Linked DNA regions of Ovis aries: region 2 is linked to region 1. The links are chromatin contacts, called in public Hi-C maps. All regions are on one chromosome and are shown on one strand. Each heading gives the region's core, a stretch centred on a gene start, on an enhancer-like site or on the middle of the called end of the contact. The rest is flanking DNA. Distances are from core to core; before and after follow the strand shown.

Region 1 (2,783 bases), core at 284-2,783:
GACATGGTTGCTTTCGAGAGCACAAAAGAAGTCAGTGTCAAATATTTTCTTGATCATGACAGTCAGGATTTCCAGGCAGCCTTGGTTCTTTGACATTTGAGGATGCCGCATCAGACTTAAAAAAAAACCCCAAACCCGTAATTGCATCATTTTATTAATGGGCTCAAATGTGGGCCTGCATATTACTTTTCATACCATCTGTGTGGGCTCCCAGCCTGAGATTCATGTGCCCAAGTAATGTTTTACTTAGGAAGACGCTGTATCTTGTAATTAGTTATTCTCCTTTCCCTTTTCTGACCCTTTCCGCCTGAACTAAAGAGAACGGAGGCTCACTTTTCTCGCTGATGCCTGCTTTTTGAGAGGGTGCAGTGTTTGTGAGCATCTGGAGTGTCCGCCTACGTGGCAGTGGTTTGGGTTTGCAGTGCGTGCCTTCTCCTTGGTCTGGCCTTTGGGTAGAGGTGATGAATATACTCATGAGTAGTTAGGTTAGCCTTCCTGAGGGTGTCTCAGGGTTCTGAAGGAAGTTCATGTGTTTTCCTGAATGAGTGATTTACTCCTAATTGGGAGGACTGGGTCTTAGGAAAGCAGAGTGTAGATAGTATTGTTGTTACTAGTTCAAGGGAACTATGGAACAACTTTTGGCATTGTGCTATCTTTTTTCCCCATGTGGGGAGTGGGGTGAACATCTATATTTAAAATTTTATATTCCTTTCTAAAGTGCAAGCCAGTATATACATCTCAAGATCTGAAAGTTACCATGTTTGCTGTTTTGCCTGACAACCTAGTTAGGAAGTAGATGCTAACAGTCTTTAGCAGCACAGGCATTTTTGGAAATGTAGGTTTGTGTTTCCCACTTGGCACAGGCAGAAGATCAGAACTTGTCACCTAGGAGTATGAAATCATAGATGCAAGAGAATTTATTACAGGAATTACTATATTCACGTTTTAGAGGTGAGGTCAGAGGAGACTGGAGCTAGAAAGACCCTTAGTTGGCTCCTTTTCCTACGAGGTCTGTCCTCCCCCTCCGCTGCCCCGCTTTCCCCAGCAAGGAAATAGAGGCTTATTTCGCCCAGGGTCGCAAGTTGACCCGAACCAAAGCAGCCCAGGTTTTCTGATACCACGGTTCTTTCTCTTGGACCACTCTGACCAAGCAGACCTTTTAAAGATTCATCTCGAAGGAGATTCAACCAAAAACAAGTTTCTTTAGGTAAATCAGGTTCATAGCAAATTTTTACTCTAAATAGCTGCTTGTGTAATTTAATTAAGACAAGTGCTGCAAATATTTAACATCCTGTGGTTTTTAGTGTAAACAAACGATTTCATCTGTTTCTCTGTGAAGTAGGGCCCCTGAAACCAGTATAACACGATCTCCAGAAGTACCAGAAAGCAGGCATTCCAGGTAGCAAACCTCTGGGAGCCACCGACCTCCCTTGACCTCCCTTTCTCCCTTTTGGTAGCTGAGACAGAGCACACCCCAGTTGGTGAGACAAGCCCCCATTGTAAGTGTGGGGCTGGGTATGTGAGCACAGGGGGATGGAGCCGGGGGTTTTTGTCTCTGTGTTTTCTCTGACTTGGTCTGTGCTAGCCTCTGGGTTCACTTGAGGATGTGTTTATTTTCTCTTTACTATACAGGATGTTTACAGCCATCCTGTGTGGTGTGCCCACAACTGCACTCGCATTTGAATTTGGTGGGCAGCCTGCCCTGGGCAAGGGGATATCCCCTGCCCGACCCCCCACAGTCTCCACCACACATACACACTTGGCCAGACACACCCACCCTTGTTTCTTTGACTGGCTGCCAGGTCTGTAGTGTGCGTGTGTGCGTGTGTGTGTGTCTGGGGGTAGAATAGAGTGGGTACTTATTTTGGGGATAGAAACACGGGAATTTTTTTTTGTTTGTTTTGAATAGGCCTTTCAGCAAGTTGGCAAGGCTTCAGGACCAGCTCCCACACTGCCACAAAGAGCCCGGCTATGCTGGTCACTCCGCATTTGCCAGACATAGCATGGCGTCTTTTTTGAATGAACGCACAGCCTCCCCTCCCACCCAGGCCTGGCTCTTTGTTTAGAATTGGGATGTAATCTAAATAATTGGATTTACCAGCTTACATTTTTAATATTGGAAAATTAAGTTAATACGACAGTCTCTGGCATACATGGCCCTCTGCGAGGGCAGGCTGGGCATTGCTCTAGACCTAGTGCCCCCTGCTCTCGGCCTTGTCCAGCTGAGTCGTGCGCATACCCGCATCCTCCTTGGGTTTGTAAACCATCAGAAATCCTGGACAGAAACGGAATTTAATTAACCTAGAAATTGCTGGTGTGCCATATTTAGGGCTGCCCTAGAGATTGAGTGCAGATAGCAATAAGCTGGTTAACTCTATGCTGCGGATAACCCCAGAGGAGACTTGGAGATGATGCGTCCCCATTCCTTACCCCCCGCCTTCCCGGGAGCCACTGATGGCAGGCTGCCCTGGAACCTTCTCAGTGCAGGATTTGGGAGGGGGCAGAAGGAGACACCGGCAGAGTGTTACAAAACAAAACAATGTTTGGCCCAGGACTTTGGCAGCTATCAGTGGGTTTTCTTTATAAGCTTCGCCTTGCAATTTATTTGAGAACTTTGAAAATAATGATAGTGTTTATTTTGGTCTGCTGCTTTATTCCCATAAAGGTGCTCTACTTTTTTTCACCTAAGTATGAAATCTATTTGTTGATTTATTTGGGTCAATTTATTTTAAGTGACCAAGCAAAACATTCTTTGGGCTGTTGACCCCCATGCCAACTAATCC
Region 2 (2,831 bases), core at 97-2,596, 170 kb before region 1:
GGTAAAAAGACAGGAAAGGTAAAAGGAAGTTCATCAGGAGATAGTTGCTTCCACAACAGGAAAAGCTTTCAACCCCTAAAAAGACCAGTCTATTTTCCCTTTCAGGGAAAACAACATGAATGTTATCCAAATCTTTTGGAAATGAGCAAATTCCTTCCTTTCGCTTGCCCTCCAGCCTCAACTAGAATGGTTTTTATGTGGTGACCTGGAGTTGGTAGCTCAGCAGGGGAGTTCTCCGCCTGGGGATGGAGAAGCCTAGCCTCAGAGGCTAGCTGAGAGAACCTAGAAGAAACCCACCTTTGTTCTTAAGAATTTTGCCTGGGGAAGGGCAGATCTGACATTAAACCTCCTGAGAGCTGGCTAAAACCCTGAGTGTGAAGTGGAGGCTGCCAGTATACAGGTCATAATAATCAGAAAGTCTCTTGAAACCACCTCATTGTAAAAAGTCACTTGTATAAAGTCACTTGGGTGGCCAGTATGGAAAAATGTAATCTGTTCTATTGGGTCCTTCAGGATATGTGCCATATGAAGGCACAGAAGGTCATTTATTTTTATGACTGAAATCAACATATGACACATTATTTCAATTTTGAAAGCAGATCTTTTAAAAAAAGGTAAAGTCATAATTAAAAAGCATTTTAAAATAGCGCTTTATTGAGAATTCCCCTGTGGCCCAACCGTTAGGACTGTGATTCCACTTCAGGGCCACGGGTTCCATCCCTGATCAGGGAACTAAGATCCAGCATACCATGCTGTGCAGCAAAGGCAAAACTTTATCTGATTTACTGAAATCTTTTAATAACGTGTCTGTTTTTTAGCTGGGCTAACACTATTACATAATCCACTCCATAAGATGTGATGATCACTAATTTGTTGATGAAATCGACCAGCTCAGACAGGCCATCCTGTACCTTTTAGGAAAGGGCCCTGGGTGGTGTGACAGGTCTCTCACCTCCAGTTTCGGAGACCTTTCTAGACACTCCTCAAACACTTCAAACACTGCTGCGGATAAAACCTAACGATTATGATACTTCCGACATAAGGAGAATCTAGGGGATGGGAAGGAGAATTGAATGTATAGGAATGAGTATGAAGGCGTACTTAATTTCACTTCTCGTTTCTTAAAAGAACTGCCCGAGAGGAGATCCTTTAAAACATCACTGCTCTACACATACGGTGCGAATAAGGAAATTAACAATGCAGACCGGCTAAGAGAGACTTGAAGTAGCTAATAAAGCGAAGGCCGAAGAGATACACCGGGACCGCCTCCTTCATTTAGATCAACGATTAAATGAGCACAACAGGGGGCAGAGGCAGGTAGAACGCGGGTTCTCGCGTGGCTACCGCGGGTGGTATTCCCGGCAATCGGCGTTCCAGACGCTTCCTCGCGGTGTGCGGGTCTGTGTGGCTCGGACTCCATATTCCACTCGTTTCCCCTCAACGTTGTAGCCTCGCTAACAGGCACTCCAGACGCAAGAGACGCCGGGACCAGCCAAGATCCAGCGCGATCTCTTAAAAGACGGTGATTTTTTTTTTTTGTAGGAGGCGGCGGCCGGGGCTTCCCTTTTGGGGTCCCCCCACCCCCGACGCCGTTCTCGCCCGCCAGGCCGCGTGCCGCGCCGGGAGGTGGCCTTTCCGCGAGGTGACCTCGGGCTCCCCCCGAGCCCGACCGCAGCACGCTCCGTGTGGAGACGCGAGGCGGTGTCCTGAGGTGACACCGGCTGTGCCGCCGAGGCAGCAGGCGCCGCCGATCAACTAGTTCGCACCGAGGATTCCTCTTGGTGCGTGGCCCAGTTTTCCTCAGGACGGGCTCCAACCCCTAGCCGACACCGCCCCCCGCGCCGCCACGCTCCGAGGCCTTCCCCCGGGACGCGGCGCGTCCCTCCCCCGCCGCTCGGCGCGGCGCGCGCGCGATTCCTCGATTCCACAGGCGGTTCGCGCCGCGGGTGGGGGCGGGGCGCGCGGGGAGGGGGCCGGCCGCCGCGGGGGGAGGGGGGCCGTGGTCGGGGGGCGGGGGCGGGCCGGCGTGGGGAGTTCCTCGCTCGCGGACCACACGCTCTGCGGGCCAATCCCGAGCCAGCCTCGCTCAGTGTCACACGCGGGACACGTCCAAGCGTTTGTTGGCAGGGCCGGCGAGGGGGGCGGGGGCGGGGAGGAGGGGAAGGGAGTTGAGTGACAGGCTTGCGGGGCAGGCTGGGAATTGTAGTTCCCAGCGCTCATGGCCATAGCCATTTTGTAGTCGGGGGACTACAACTTCCAGAAGATCAAGGGGACCATTCTAAGGTGCCCCGGGAATAGGCGGCTCTCCCCGGGGCCAGGAGTCCTGGGGCACTGGCACCCAGCAGCCCGGCTGCAGGTAGACACGAGGCGTGGCGGGGTCTAGCGTTGTGGCGGCCGAGGGGTGAGCGGCAAGCTGGGGAAAGGGGGTGAGGTGGAGCGACCGAGCGTGCCATGCATTGAGCTAGGGAGCCTCTCTCAATTCCAGTCTTAGGCTTGGCGTGGGAGCGATGCCTGCGGGGTGGCCCTAGAAGGGTTTGTCGAGGCCTCTCGGGTATCTCGTCGACGGGGCCGTGAGGGTCCTCTGGGCTGGGCCAGGGGCGGTCGGCACCGGAGTAGGCGGGCTCCTGGTGGCCCAGCTGTGGGAGTTTTCGGCTGGCGTCCGGCGGGGAATTATCCGAGGAGCCCTAACTTGTATAAAAGCAGAGTCCATTTAAAGTTGGGCTGGATAGCCTCTATCTCATTGGTTAGGGGGCTTGGAAAAAAGAGACTCGGCGAGCCCTCGCTGTGGTGCTGCCGCCGCCGCCGCCGCCGCCGCCGCTGGAGTTGACTCT

Evidence for each region. Hi-C and Micro-C count contacts between places; a contact is called where the count stands out from the background.
Region 2: a contact with region 1 is called in a Hi-C map of hypothalamus, with 3 times the contacts expected there. The contact joins the promoter of JARID2 here to the enhancer-like site in region 1. A contact is called at or near these places in 4 of 16 Hi-C or Micro-C datasets (hypothalamus, liver, muscle and 1 more).

The regions. Positions count from the first base shown.
Region 1 is chr20:40,739,246-40,742,028 of ARS-UI_Ramb_v3.0, reverse strand. All of the region lies in intron 4 of JARID2 (jumonji and AT-rich interaction domain containing 2), which reads left to right. Among named protein-coding and RNA genes, the nearest start is that of DTNBP1, 160 kb to the right of the region's middle. Within about 2 kb of position 1,533, at least 6 of the 54 cell types and tissues checked have an H3K27ac peak or open chromatin away from gene starts, as enhancers often do. A contact at or near this core is called in hypothalamus, where this site is marked.
Region 2 is chr20:40,906,110-40,908,940 of ARS-UI_Ramb_v3.0, reverse strand. JARID2 (jumonji and AT-rich interaction domain containing 2) reads left to right here and starts at 1,346. Exons shown (of 19, transcript XM_042236974.2): 1 at 1,346-1,522.